Regions from separate parts of the Hordeum vulgare genome. Here region 2 is linked to region 1. The links are chromatin contacts, called in public Hi-C maps. All regions are on one chromosome and are shown on one strand. Each heading gives the region's core, a stretch centred on a gene start, on an enhancer-like site or on the middle of the called end of the contact. The rest is flanking DNA. Distances are from core to core; before and after follow the strand shown.

Region 1 (7,914 bases), core at 4,021-6,520:
ACATATCTTCGGATGTTGTTTTTCCACTTTCTCTTCGACAGCACTCAAACATCCATCTCTGTTTGCTCAATGCTTTCACTTATGTTGAAAATATGGTTCAATTTCTCACTTGTGCAACTTTTTAGATTTGCACAAATCTGAAATCACCTTATCTTGTGCAAAAGTGAAGATCTTCGATGAATGAGGTCATTATCTTCAGACCATGTTTTTATCTTCAAAATCTTCTGAGAATGCATAGGAACTCTTCTATTCCCCTCGTGTCTCTAATTCTTTCACAGGTACATGTCCACGGCAGAATATCTTGGATCTCATAGTCTGAATTCATTTGCACACTACTCACAAATACACGTGGACTCACCTAGAGCCAGTTCTCACTTGCACACGTCTATGAAGCCTTTGTCTAAGAAGAAGACAATGGATAGTAGAGATAAAGCACCTAAGAAGGGTGGGGGACAAAGACGTCAGAACACTGCAAAAGATCTTCCACCTACACTGTATGACAGATAAAAGTCTGATCTTGAAGAGAGCTACACTCGGCGCAAGAACCGAATCAAATGGATCCGAAGATATTGGACGTAGGAATGATTTTACTATCACTTTCTCACTTCTGAATATGCTGAGAAGAACGCGGAATGGGTTTCCTGTACTAACATTGTGTACAAGAATCTGTACCCGAAGATAAAGGCTGAAGGCATCAAGATTGGCTTCTACCCATGCATGGACAGTCCACCCATGCCATAACATCCAGATCCATCTAGCATCTTGGGGTGTCATGTCACTACTGAAGCCTCTGATGAGGATGTAGAACTGCCTTCAGCTCCTACTCCGAAGCCACCAAAGAAGACGAAGGCTTCAAAGCCTAAGAATTCAAAGGCTTCAAAGACGATCACGACACCACCACAGGCTTCGCGATCAAGGCCAGATGAACCAGCTGAGACTGAGGATGAATCACGTACTACAAGAAGGTTGAAGAGAAAACTGGTTGCTGCTCGTGGCACGGAACCTTCCGTCATCTTGATGGATGGTGATAACATGATTGAGCTTTAAGCTGATGAGTTTGATGGTGAGGCTCTTGCGAAGCTCATCTAGCAAAAGGAGGAAGAGGACAAACATCTTGAAGACTTGCCTCTGTTTGATGCAGATATTCTCAACCATTTCATCGATGAATGGTTTGCTGATCCCTCACTCTACATTGACACCCTTCAGCTTCCCATTCGGCTCAGTGTCACCTTCCAAGGACTGGTGAATGAAGAATTGACCGTTACTTAGAAGGCAGATCAAATGTGCAAAAAGATTCGTCATGAGAAGGCACTCTTCAAGAAGAACGTGCACAAGCTAAATGTCGAGCAAATCCCAGGCTATCAGAAGATAATGACAGATTTAAAAACTAAGTTTGAAAGACGTCGTGATGCCGTCAGGGGCGCCCTAGCACGTGTAAAAAAGAAGTCTGAAAAGATGGTCCAAGATCATAATGAGATGCTGAAGAGAAAAGCACTTGATCAGCCTGCTCTTGACCCAAGAATAATTGAGAAGTCAAGACAAGCTTCTATGTCTTCGAGACAGTCTACACCCACAAGGCAAGAAACGCCAAGCATTATCTTCAAAACTGGCTTCGCTGGCTCAAGAACGCCTCCTCCTTTCTTTGTTATATCTAGCAAGAAGACCAAAACAGGCTGAGGATGAAGCCAGAAAGCACAAATCTGCCCTTTTTGACGCAAGTGTACATGATCCAACAGTCATGGTGGTTCTACGGATCAGATCCAACGACCCTAGGGCAACCTAGTACTGGCCATTGAAAATACAAATGTCTACACAGGAAAACTGCCTCCCGACCGAAAATGGCAGCCTGCACTGTTAGGAAAAAATACCCCGTGACAGGAAACAATGACCTATTTTTCTACAAAAAACGAGCCTGCCTACGTGCAACTTGTTCTCGGCACTATGCAATATACGACTTGGGATACTCACAGATTCAGAGCCATGCCAGACAAAAATGCTGGAATAACCAGATATCCTCTTTGGAAGCACACTCACAAGAACTAGGGAATTTTAACTGAAGCAACCACCAAAATTTACTTGCATGACTCCAATATAACCAGAAACACGTTATAGTACAGTTGGCCAAAAAGGAACAGACCCCAACCCACAGAACAAGAAGTAAAAAACACAAACAGGTCTTGAACAAGAAAAACGCCTCACAGAGCCGCAGGCGTTCTTCTTATTCTCCGAGCGTCAAAATCAACCTCAAATAGATAAGACATGTTCCCACGCAGTTCCAAGTGTTCAGGTGCTTCTCGAGGGAATACAGACCGCCGCAAACCCTAATCTCTGCTTTGCCTCAAAGGTATTACACGGAAGAGGCTATTCCCCTCCCAGCCAATCACATGAAGTCGAACTCATCGGGGTCGTCAAAAGACGCACCCGGTCGGGCCACAAAGTCCTCCTCTCCTTTCTCTATATGGAGCTGCTTCTTTTTTGCTCCTGCAGATTTACGGCAAACATCAGCATATAAGGCATATGATAGTAACAGCATACCCATCCTAGCGCTGCATATTATGTCTGGCTAGAAATAGAAAGTGCCTAGATTAGGTCCAAGAATCCCACCTCCTTTCTTTTTGCCTGCTGCAGCTTCTTTCTCAGCCTTGATCTTTTCATTAGCAATTGCCGTGACGGAGGAGGATATTTCTTTCGCATCTGCACCTTTCAACGATGTCATGGAAAGTCTCATGACATTCTTAAGTAGACCCATGTAGTGAAAGCTTTTCTGTATACACAGCCAACGAAGGTCAGTTCCTGAAGGAAAGGGAGACTCAATATATAAACCAAACAGAGAGCTCTGCAAACGTTGAACAGACCTCATAGGGACGTATTTTGTTTGCGATAAGCTCAGCATATTCCGCAAAGTCGCTCTCGGACTTCGGGATGAAAGTCTCTAGTGACTTTTCACTGCCGTCCTTCTTTGCAAAAAGCTCTGCGGTTGCCTTAAAGTCAGCTTCTTCCACTAGCCTGTAACAAGTAAAGCATCAGAGTGAACAAACTGAATGGTAGGCACATCATACCAGAAGGCCACGGTAGGAAAAGATATAGCAATACCTTTGTTGGCGAAGCTTCTCTGAAATAGGATCATCAAGAACATCATCTTCCACTACTTCAGTACTTGTTGAGGGCTGTTTGCCTTTTTTTACAGCAGCTTTAGCACTAGGTTTTGGAGCAGGCTTTTCTACAGGCGGTGGCTTAGGTTTCTGCATTGTAAGTATTGTTAAAGCACCAGTGTTGAATCAGTGACAATTCAATATTATTAGCACATATCCAAATAAAAGCTTCAAACTGACAGCATAGCATAAACATGAAGTTTTGGTAATTAATTTGCACATCAGAACCAGTCATACACAAACCATTGAACAATTCACCAAACATATACTTGTTGAGGCGAAATTAATAGACAACGCAGAACGTAATGTAAGAAGCACACAGCAGTTTGATTTGTTAGGAATTCCTGTACACGTTGAAGTGACATAAATTGAAATTCATGGCGACAATGAACACCAAGGATTACTTGGCAAATTACCAGCAACAGTACAAAAATTATGGGGTGATTACTTGGCAAATTACCAGCAATAGTACAAAAATCATGGGGGTGGAATTTATATTTGACAAGTGGGCAAATGCCAAACATGTCCCTGATAACCCTCAGGTTTAATGTTATTTTCTAGTTTGCACATATTTGCAGTGTTAATAATGCCCAGAAATAAATGACAAAATCTGAAAATAACCAGGTGATTTCCCATTTTACTTTGTAAAATGAAGAGCTGCGAAAAATGTGGGACCAGGAGGAAAAGGGAGTGTTATGTTCACTAAAAAGTGTGCCAAATCTTTCCAGTACCTCCTCCTCCTCTTCCCAAGATTCTTTGACATCATCTTCATCCGCATCTTCATCTTCCCAGTTACTTTTAAGAGGTTGAGCTTTCACAACAGGTGCGATTGGTTGAAAATCATCAGCATCTGTAATATCATTTGAATTATTTCCAAGATGGGGAAAGAAATATCAAGTGTCAGAACAAACAAGCATCATAAATTCAATAAAAGAAAGAAATATTAAGTGTCAGAACAAACAAGCATCGTAAATTCAATAAAAAGACTGACAATTTCAAAGCTTCCTACAACCTGCTCTGATAATGAACTATCAGTTGTCTTTAATGAAATGTGGCAAGCACCATCATATTTCACTCAACCTCCCGAAATAAATTGCACAGGCAGGTTGAATTCCTAGGTCACAGACTCGCAACACCGCATTGACCATCAAAATACTGTGCGTGCAATGATTTGGCTAATTAAGTCCAAACAACAGGGAACCCATCTTGCAGCACAACTAGGAAGGGCACAGGCCATGCGATAATTCAACCTATCAACGTCTGCTCCAAGCAAGCATAGTTGGGCATGCAAAATCCAACTGTCTAGTTAGTTTCTACGACAAGAGTGAGAACCCGTGCTAAATGCACTACGGGTCTTGTAATTTATTCAACAGATAAAAGCAGCACAAAACGGTTGATGAGAGCACGAAACCATTACATTGTAGTACCGAAACAGAAGCATGCAAAGGGCAAACAGATTACGGGCGGTGCCGGGGCTCAAAAAACAAGAAACGCGATGTGCCTGGGACCGGTGGATGTACTCCGCAGAGCTAAGAAACAGGCGAACCGCCGTACAGGTACCAAAAGCCCAAATTCCTGACGGCTGCGCCCGGAACCCTAAACGCGGTTGGACTTCGGCAGCGGCGTGGACCGATCTCGCGCGCAACCGCAGCGCCCGAAATTCATCGCGCGCAAACGGGCCATTAGAGGCCCGCCAACCGCCCGACGGGACCGGTCGTGCCGGCGAAACGGCCGGCGCCTGGGACTCGGCGGCGACCCAAGGGAGGCTCGTCGGTCGGAAAACCGAACCGCCCGCCCGCATCGGGGGCGAATCGGGCGTCGGCTCCCACGCAGATCGGGAGGGAGGGAGGGAGAGAGGGATGCGCTCACCCCAGTCCTCCATGGTGGCCGGACGTCCTCGAGATCTGGAGCGGGTGGCGGCCGCGACGGAGCGGCTGGCGCGCGGGGCGATGGTCGAGGGGGAGGGCTCTAGGGTTTCCGCGGCGGGCGGCGGCGGCGGCGGCTGGCGGGGGAGGGGAGGGTTCTGGAGGGGAGAGGATTGACGGGTCGGGCTCTCTGCCTAGCTGGCTGTGTGTGTGCTTGCCTGTTTGGGTCGCCTTCTCGGCCTGGCTGGCTCGTGTCGTGCTGCGTTGGGTTTGGGTTTGGGGGTGGGGGAGGAGGAGGGGTGGCGGCTTTCGCACCGGCCGATGCGTAGATACGAGACGCGCGCGCGAGGAGACGGAACGGATGCCGTCACCAGTTGCGTCCAGGGCATACCTGGGCAAACGGGCCGGCCCGGCACGGCCCGGCCCGGCTGGGCCCGATTAATACACGGGCCGTGCCGTGCCGGCCCGCGTGCTGGCCTCCCAGGCCCAAGCACGGCACGTGGTCTAATCGGGCCGGCCCGCGGCACGCTAGGCCCACGGCACGCTGGCTATTTTGATATAAAAAATAAAAAGGCAAAAAAAAAAAAAATCAGCCCCCTCTCCCTTTCCCGCGCTCCCACCGCCCTTTCCCGCCCTCCCCTCCCCTTTTCGCGCGCCCCTCCCGCCCAGTCGACCGCGCCGCCGCTCCTTTTTCCATTTTTCTTGCGCCCCTCCCGCGAGTCCCGCCCAGCCCCTCCCGCTCGAACGACTCCAGATCTATCGGCCGCCTCGTGCGCCCCTAATCGTGTCGGGCCGGGCCGGCACGCGGGCTGGGGGTCGCGGCCCAGGCACGGCCCATGGCGTGCTTGTGCCTGGCCCGGGCACGATTAGTCCGTGTCGGGCCCGGCCTGTGTCGTGCCTGGCCTGCATGCCGTCGGGCCGGCACGGCCCGTTTGGCCAGGTATAGTCCAGGGGTCCGGTTAGCGGTTACTATTCCATGAGCTTTGATCAGAAAATTCGTAGGGTTCTAGTCAAATCTTGGGAGTATTCGTAGGTTTTTCTTTGAATAACCGCTTTTGCGGTCATGACTCATACCGATTAGTATTACAAGGTGGTGTTTGTATTATTTTTTGATTTATTTCAAGATTTTTGACGATGTGCATTTACTGAAAAAGAAGACGTTCTCGTCGGCGACGAGGCGCCTGCAGTGATTCCGTAAAACTCAGGATGATATGCCGGCTCAGTCTCTCAGTGATGCTTGTAAGATAGAGTGTGTGTATGTGTTCATACAGATGAGTGTATACGCATTTATACGAGCGATTGCGTTTATACTATGTTTAAAAAAAATACAGATACTTTCATGTGGAAAGACTGTCCCTTCGATGATTGCTTTTTGATGTGTTTTAGGCGACGACATATTCATGTATATACTAAGTGGGTTCCATCGCATTTTGGCGTGTATACTAAGTGGGCTTCATGTGGAAAACACTGTCCCTTCGGTGATTGCTTTGAAAGAACTCTTCTTCTATCATCACTTTTATGGTTATTAGCAAAAGAGCCCGTGCCTCGTAATGGAAGAGAAAATAACACATACTTTTAATGCAATAACCATGACTTAAAATCTATATGTTCACGTTCATTATTTCACATGGTATCACATTTCTATTGTTGGTGGTGACTTTCACTATTAGGAATGGGCTTATAGATGAACACTTATAAGTGACTGGCATGGTGGGACACCCGCCACTGCAATTATTCAAGAACAGTTGTGATGTGTGCCAGTGGCCACCCGCCACAGCTAAGGTCATTCCAGTGGCGGGCAATAGTTCGCGTCCGTCATGGGGTAGGCTCTTCCAAAATAACCCATTGGCTCGACAGTGTAGTGGCGGGCAACAAGATGGTGCCGCCACTGATTCTCTCTTACATGTGGTTGTCATCGTCCGCCATAACCATAGATTGGCAAACTGCGTCATACACATCCAAATTTTCTTTATATTTATGGTGGCGGGCTCGCTTGTTCGCTCGCCACAGCTGTTCTCCCGCGTCAATTTTTGGGTCCTCTCCCCGTGCGCTCACCGCTCACTCACTCAATTCCTCTCCCACCTCACTCACCCAGTCAGTTCCTTCCCCCATCATTGTGCGCCTTGCCCGCCGCCGCCATCGTGCCTCTGACACTCACCGTCGCTGGATCTGCACGTGGGTGACCACGCGGCCGTCCTCCCCATGCGGCGGCCCTTCCCCGTCCCGGCTGTCCACTGTCGCCGCAAGGCCTCACTACCTCACGCCGTCGTCGACCCCCTCTGCCGTTCTAAGTCCCCTTCGTCGTAGGTAACCTCGGTCCTCTACCTCCCTTCTTTATTTTAGTTTCTAGGGTTCGTGTGGTAGATAGTTTATAGGTAGGATGATAATGGTAGCGAAGGTGACCACTTTCTAGGGTTCATATGGTTAGATGGATGGATGGATGGATGGGTGCATTTAGATGGATATTACTACTTCATTGTGATAATATTGCTATCAAAAAAATTGCGGCAGCATAGGTCATTTTCTTAGTTCATTACTCGATATATATAATGTCAAACGATGATGGTTCGGGTTTTCTTTCAGTTTGTTGGGGCTACTTGTCACGCTCAAGATGCGACTCTATCCTCAATTTGGCACGAGGGCCTCGTCAGGGATATAAGCGCATCTCGTCGTGTCGCAAGAATGGATATCGTTACAAGTACAAGTACTGGAAAGAAGAGATATATATATATAGAATTGACTTACACTCGCCACAAGCTACATCAGAGTCACAGCAGTACAATACATAATCATCATGAAGAAGAGCAGGGTCCGACTACGGACGAAAACAAACGAGAAACGAAGAGCGACGTCCATCCTTGCTATCCCAGGCTGCCGGCCTGGAACCCATCCTAGAT
Region 2 (7,914 bases), core at 2,246-4,745, 290 kb before region 1:
TTCGTATAATCCCGTATGTCATTCCCTTTGTCCTTCGGTATGTTACTTGCCCGAGATTCGATCGTCAGTATCCGCATACCTATTTCAATCTCGTTTACCGACAAGTCTCTTTACTCGTTCCGTAATACAAGATCCCGTAACTTACACTAAGTTACATTGCTTGCAAGGCTTGTGTGTGATGTTGTATTACCGAGTGGGCCCCGAGATACCTCTCCGTCACACGGAGTGACAAATCCCAGTCTTGATCCATACTAACTCAACTAACACCTTCGGAGATACCTGTAGAGCATCTTTATAGTCACCCAGTTACGTTGCGACGTTTGATACACACAAAGCATTCCTCCGGTGTCAGTGAGTTATATGATCTCACGGTCATAGGAATAAATACTTGACACGCAGAAAACAGTAGCAACAAAATGACACGATCAACATGCTACGTCTATTAGTTTGGGTCTAGTCCATCACGTGATTCTCCCAATGACGTGATCCAGTTATCAAGCAACAACACCTTGTTCATAATCAGAAGACACTGATTATCATTGACCAACTGGCTAGCCAACTAGAGGCATGCTAGGGACGGTGTTTTGTCCATGTATCCACACATGTAAATGAGTCTTCATTCAATACAATTATAGCATGAATAATAAACTATTATCTTGATACAGGAATTATAATAATAACCATATTTATTATTGCCTCTAGGGCATAATTCCAACAAATTTCTCATCTTATGCGAAGAGAGGCGTCTTAGGATTGACCACGTTCAAACGTGTTATGATTCTGTGAGCATTGAGGCCATTGTACAAGGGTGGGAGGAGGATAAGCAGCAACACAGATGGGATGCCGTGTTTGAATAAATAATATGGACGTATTGGGGTCTTGAGTCACGGTCATTGGTTAGGGACGTCTGTTATTTTTTCTTCCGTTGTAACATGCAGACTCTTTTGCTAGTATATAACTAAACTTAAATCTTAAGATGACGCGGGGCGTACTTTTAACCCATCTGGATGTGCTCTTGCTTGACGTCACGTGTCTTATTAAGACATATTTATCAAATCCACACAAAAAAAAGACAGACTATTGCAACAAAGACGACCTATGTGAGATGCATCCCACGGGATCATCAATCTTCGACCCCCTTGAGTTTGGTCTTCAATATATTGACAATATGCGTTGTACACATGTGTGTATCATGGTGCGCGTCTACATTATACTCGGCATTCTCGAAAAACAATCCACCGACAGATTATTTTAACATCATTTTTGCATTTGTTTATTTTGTGGTAATAACATATGGACATGGTTGTGTCTAGTTAACTAAAGAAAAGTAACTTAGCTATACGCAGCCTCCGCCAACCCGTCTCGTCTCCGGCGACGTTAGCGTCATGAAAATGCGATGGATCCCGGCCCTTGACTGCGGGAGGGTTCTGTTTTTAAATGTTCCTTTAAGTTTTGTGCCCTGCCTAGTAAGACTAGACGATGACAGACTCTGTAAAGATGGAATAAGGTTCTTTTCGTCTAGCCCGCGTCCCCGTGGTGTGTCTAGCATAATCGAAGGCGTGTGGATGTGCGTCGTTGACGGATCTGTCCTCGACGGATTTGCTCGGATCTGGTCATAGTACACCCATGTTCATATGTTTTTAGGTCGGATCATTTCTATCTACGCTACTTTTCATCAACGACATTGGATCATTTCGATCTATGTTGATGTTCTACTATGTTGATCTTATGAGGTCCTAGCGCAAGACTTTTCGACTACCTACTATAACAAGCTTTATTCGGCTCTGACGAGGAAGGGATGACGACACCAGCACACCTTTGGCTCGCTTCAATGTGTGTAGTCCTCATTAGGTGGTCTATGAAATTTGAATGTATTTATTATTAATTTTTTGTTGTACTACCGTGATTAATGATAAATACTCCCTCCGTTCCTAAATATATGTCTTTTTAGCGATTTCACTAAGAGTCTATATACGGAGCAAAATGATTGAATCTATATTCTAAAGTATGTCTACATACATCCGTATATAGTCTACTAGTGAAATCTCTACAAAGACTTATATTTAGAAACGGAGGGAGTATATTGGAAGTTTTCTCGAGAAATAATAATATGGACATGGTTCTATTTCTATCTATAGAGAGGGGGTTGACCCGAAGCCCCTCACAAGTCACAACCCAACACACACACACGCACAGTCACGCTGCATCCAAGAGGCGAGGCGCTCCCTCCCGGAGTAAATTGATAATATGACACACGTTTTCTTGGACTTTGATCCTATGACACATTTTTCTTTTTATTTGATTAGATGACACATCTTTGATTGATAGCTAGATTAAATGACACAAATGAAGTTTTTCTCTAATTTCCTAGGTTTGGGCCTTCATGTCATATTTTGTAGGACGTTTTTGCTCCTGATCATTATTTCAGTTGCATGGTTTGATCGCTGAAGAGAAAAACAGTGTAGCATACCATGTTATGATTTCTTGTGCGTGTAGTGATCTTCATGAAATTGATGCCACGTGTTGATGAAGTTGATGCTTTGGACTGAATTATTGTCCTGTGTCTTTTTGCGATATTTTTCGTGTGTAGTGAAACAAAGACTCACTTTATGCTTTTGAATGCAACTTCTGAGAATGACTCACGTTATACTTTAAATCAAAATTCATACCTATGAATTATGGATTTCAAGTCTATGGGTACATATATATGCACCTTATTCTGTTGATTTTGTGGACTCACATATATATTATTGTGAACTGTGAAAATGGTACAAAAATAAAGAGAGATCATGTCAAAAATTGGTGAAAAGTATGTCAATTTTTTAAACAAAACTGTACGTTTTAAACAAAACTGTACGTAAGTTCATGCAAAACTATCAAGTGATGGCTACAGTTATAGTATTTTGTTGCTGGCCATATGCTGCTTCAAACAACAACAGCGGGAAGCTACATCCAACAACAATCATCATCTATATCCAATAGTAATAAGCTATTAACAAAGACCTACAGTCTATAGAGCTCCTCATACGCATGGCACACTCTGGCGACGACACGGCCGCACCAGTGACGGAAAGGAGATAGCAAGAGGTGGCGACGCGTCGGGAAGGAGGCATGCAGCAGGATCACCTGGTTCATACGAACAGCTCCGACGGCGACGCGTTCTGTGCTTCTCGTTCTACCGGGAACCAACGATCAAACTATGTGAAATGAGGATCAGGGGCAAAAACGTCCTACAAATTATGACGTGAAGGCCTAAACTTGGAAAATTAGAGAAAAACTTCATTTGTGTCATTTAATCTAGCTATCAATTAAAGATGTGTCATCTAATCAAACAAAAAGAAAGATGTGTCATAGGATCAAAGTCCGAGAAAACGTGTGTCATATTATCAATTTATACTCCTCCCGCACTCACACACTCCACGACCGACCTCACGCCTTCCTCGCTCTCTCTCTCTCTGGAATCGCGAACCACCACTCCAGCCTCGCCGCGCGCCATGGCCGGCGGCGACGCCAAGCCCCTCGCCGACAGCGCCTTCCTCCGCTTCCTCCTCCCGGCCCCCAAGCCCAAGCCCAAGCCCGAGCCCGGCCCTCCCGCCCGCCTCGCCCCGCCGCACTGCCTCGTCGCGCCGCCCCAGCCGGGCCCGCTCCCCCCCGACGAGCGCCTCTTCATCGTGGCCCCCACGCGCCCCGCCTGGCTCCCTCCGCGGCCGCAGCCGCAGCCGCCGCCCCATTTCCCAACCCCTCCGACGCGGCGCGTTCACCCGGCCGCCGGCGCCCCGCGCAATGCGGGCCGCTTCCCCGCCGGCCGGGGCGGCCAGGCGAGGCGGAGGGTCGGGGATTTCGCGGGCAGCAGGGCCCGCGCGGGCCCCGATAGGCGGAGGGCGGGCGGGGGCCTCCCCGTGAAGGCGAACGGGGGCGAGGCCCGCGTCGGGGACAGGCGGGCGGCGGCGCGGAGGGAGAAGAGGGTGTGGGTTGCCGTGGAGAGGAAGGGCGGGGGTGGCGGCAGCGACGCCGACGACCAGGCGGCCGTGGGCGGGGGGTACGCGGGCGGGGACGAGGCCGGGGGGAGCATCGAAGGGGAAGAGCAGCTGGAACCTGACGACGGCGAACAAGACGGCGATGCCCGGCGTCTCGGGGAGGAATTGGAGGATTCTCTCCTCATCGCCGGTGACCAAGAGTGCCATGACAGTGACGGCGACCAGCATTCAAGCGAGGTAGTGGAAACCCCCCCAAAACCACCCCCCTCTTCAAATGATCTGTGGAACTGGATTGCACACTGCAATCACATCTGATTTGCCCCCAAAAACAATTCCAGCTTAACTTGATCATGTTTCTTGGCTATGCAGAACGCCATGTCGCAGTCGAACCAGTCACGGCGCCTGCAAATCAGAACACGCACAGGATGGATGGAATGCCGCCATGACATCGGCACCTTTGCCTCGGGCCTGCTCTCCGTCTATGAATCCCTCAAGCCATCAGAGGAGCACATGTCCAAGCAGAGCCAGCTCATAGACTCCATAACAAAGTCAGTGAGCAAAGAATGGCCCAACGCCCAGCTGCATCTCTATGGATCATGCGCCAATTCCTTTGGGACTTCCCACAGCGATGTCGATGTCTGCCTCGAAATCGATATCGGCACGGGGAGCGAGGTGGAGCTTCTTCTGCGGCTGGCGGAGATCCTGCGCGGTGATAATTTTGACAGTGTGGAGGTAAGTAAGCCTTCACTATATGTAGCTTTGCAAAAATCTGTTGTAAAAAATCATTGTTTATTGAGGTTGTTGGTTTGATCTTTATCATCCTTGCAGGCGATTACCAGTGCTAGAGTGCCCATTGTGAGGATGTTGGATGCAGGGAGTGGCTTCTCTTGTGACATTTGCATCAACAATCTATTTGCTGTCGCCAACACAAAGCTTCTCAAGGATTATGCCCAGATAGATGGTAGATTGCTTCAGCTGGCCTCCATTGTCAAGCACTGGGCCAAACTGAGGGGTGTCAATGAGACATACCGCGGAACCCTCTCCAGCTATGCGTAAGTTAAATGATTATGATGGATTCATGTTTATATTAGTTTGTTTTTTAGATCATCATGTTTATATGATTTTCCTCAAAAAATGGGGCCTCACTTGTTAATATGAAAATTGCAGGTATGTGCTCATGTGCATCAGTTTCTTGCAGCTGAGAGAGCCCAAGATTCTTCCCTGTTTGCAGGTATGTACCTTACTTCTGTTGCATCAACTTCTTCATGTATCATCTTCTTTGTGCCAATGCAGAAACCACTGAACTTCCAAGTGCACTTTGTAAAATTTATCCAATTTTATAAATCCACTATTTTTCCTATTTATTTATTTTCGGTTTAATATAATATTCTTTTTCTTTTATTTTATGGTAGAATTATGTCCTCTAGTCGTCATGGGTTTGCTCCATTTGACACTGTACATGAATATGATATGGATGATTGTATTTGGATGGCTCATCACCATCATTCAATTATGGTTTGTTGATTTTCTTTTCTTCTTTCTCTTTTTATTTTCAGTTTTTCTCAGATGTAGTAGGTTATTTTGTCATATATTTCATCATTTTTGGTTTGCTGTATTTATAGTTACCAGGTAAGTCGGAAGGGAACATGAAAGTTCTTGTCCATGCTTTCAGCTTCATGATATGCATCGGTCTGGTCCATTTCATCCTGATGCAACTAATGCTACCTCATTTCCCCACATTTTCAGGCAATGGAGCCCACATATACCATGGTTGTTGATGACACTGAGTGCGCTTATTTCGATGAGGTTGATCAGCTTCGCGATTTTGGGGCTGAAAACAAGGAGACCATCGCGGAGTTACTCTGGGCATTTTTCCACTACTGGGCATTCCAGCACGATTACAGGAAAGATGTCATCTCCATCTGCATGGGGAAGATAATCAGGTAGGTAATTAAGGACCAGCATTCTTCTTCCAAACCAAGAATTCCATGTCGATTTAATTAATCTAGGTTATAAGTTTTTTTCTAAAATTCTCACCTGGTGTGATGGCGCAACGACATGTAGCAAGAAGGAGAAGAACTGGACGACTCGCATCGGAAACGACCGCCATCTGATCTGCATCGAGGACCCTTTCGAGACCGGCCATGACTTGGGACGCGTAGTCGACAGACAGACAATCAGGATCGTCAGGGAGGAGTTTGAGCGGGCTGCTGCCGTACTGCAGCATGACGACGACCCCTGCGCAACCCTTTTCGAGCCCTACAATTACGAAAACTGAACATCAAAAACACCTGAAAATTCAGATAACATTTCTGCCAGGAAGGCGAAGGTTGTGATGATGAACTATTTGAACATTCTGGTAAACAGAAGAAATGAATGAACTGGGTTTGCATTAAAGAAAAGATGAAACCGGGTCAGGTGCATTCACCTGCCAGAAGATGTGCCGTGATTCGTTGCAGAGAAAACTGATTTGGTAGGACTATGCTCTGCTGGAAGATGAGCTGTGCCAGCTGCAGGCTGCAAAGAAGTTCACTGTGACCAGTACACTCTCATGTTCCATGCTCTGGTCACCTGAAAAGAGCAATCTCAAACCCTTCTTTATGGCATGCAACTGCATGGATTCACAGTATGAAAACTCGAGGATCTCACTTTCCAGGATATTTTCAACATTCGTATTTGCTCATGTTGTAACAAAAAACATGGACATTTTTGACCATTTTGTAATTCTTAAACCAACAAAATTCTTTACATGCTTGCGTAACTGCACTTTTACAGTCACCTTTTCTGCAGCAGTAAAGCGCGGGATGAAGGTCCCTAGGATAGAAAGACACAATTACGAAAACTAAACATCAAAAACACCTGAAAATTTGGCAACCCTTTTCGAGCCCTACAATTACGAAAACTAAACATCAAAAACACCTGAAATTTTGGCTAGGAGACTGATTTCCACCCTAGAGCCAAATGGACTTTCCTAGCCCTAAAGACAATGAGCAGGTCTTGAACTTTGCTTCCAATGTTAACATGTGCAGCTCCTGCTCTAATCATAACTCCTTTCAGAATGATGGTTACAGGATTGCAAAACATGCATGTATTTGTCGTCCTCTTTCAACCAGTAATACATCCTCCTATGTGGCCTTCATTTTGACTTGCTCAGGCTGGTTGAAATTTTCGTTATACAACATGCCTGTTGGAGAAACAAGCCGTTGTAGAGCGCTTCCAAACCGACTCTGGAATTGGGAAAATTGTTCAAAGAGACCAGATTAGGGCTATCGTAAGACGTCGCATTCTAAATATAACACATTTTACAGAAATGAACATACCCACTGGAAGAAGACGAGTACCCACCAGCATAGTGTCAAGCTACTAAATTTTTCACGGACAAGCTTTAGATACGAAACAAGAAAAAATAAACCATCATTGTCAGAAGAGTATCCCATCGCAAAAAGTATGTATTACTGTAAAACTTATATACTACAAAAAACAACTGAAAACAAAAGAACCTATTCAAGATGGCATCTGAGTTTTTGTTCTTTTACTTGCTGGGTAGCGATCTAACAGCTTTATCAACCAACAACATTCACGAGCATACAGAGGTAGATAGATAGTTATCAGTACATAGCAAATTTTGGTCCTATTTTTCCATGGTTCAGACCTGAGATTCAAAATATTCAGATCCTTCTTTTCTTTCTCGAGTTGGCATATCCTTTATCAATGTTATCTTTATTTAAATTAGAAAAATAAAAAAGTGATAGCCCAATGAGGTCTCGCAGAAGAAGGAAATAAGGGAACAGACATTACCAGTAGAAGAAAGGTTCCAACGCAGAAGCATGCACCCATTGATTGACTCAAATACGTGAGATCCCTTCCAGCCTGAGGACAAAAAGAGAACCATCAGATATTGGAAAAAAAAGAAAAAAAAACATCAGAAATTTCAGGA

What was found. Hi-C and Micro-C count contacts between places; a contact is called where the count stands out from the background.
Region 2: a contact with region 1 is called in a Hi-C map of leaf, with 7 times the contacts expected there. The contact joins the promoter of LOC123404960 here to the promoter of LOC123402047 in region 1. A contact is called at or near these places in 3 of 6 Hi-C or Micro-C datasets (leaf and seedling).

The regions. Positions count from the first base shown.
Region 1 is chr6H:23,008,632-23,016,545 of MorexV3_pseudomolecules_assembly, reverse strand. LOC123402047 (eukaryotic translation initiation factor 3 subunit J-A-like) reads right to left here and starts at 5,270. Exons shown (of 6, transcript XM_045095906.1): 1 at 5,022-5,270; 2 at 3,884-4,002; 3 at 3,094-3,242; 4 at 2,856-3,006; 5 at 2,605-2,764; 6 at 2,048-2,481. The coding sequence starts at 5,034. The coding sequence ends at 2,381.
Region 2 is chr6H:23,292,470-23,300,383 of MorexV3_pseudomolecules_assembly, reverse strand. LOC123404960 (UTP:RNA uridylyltransferase 1-like) reads left to right here and starts at 3,495. Exons shown (of 6, transcript XM_045098855.1): 1 at 3,495-4,214; 2 at 4,347-4,709; 3 at 4,806-5,029; 4 at 5,145-5,208; 5 at 5,724-5,920; 6 at 6,042-6,725. The coding sequence starts at 3,495. The coding sequence ends at 6,255. LOC123401403 (protein DETOXIFICATION 46, chloroplastic-like) reads right to left here. Exons shown (of 14, transcript XM_045095189.1): 12 at 7,776-7,847; 13 at 7,298-7,360; 14 at 6,666-7,204. The coding sequence ends at 7,103.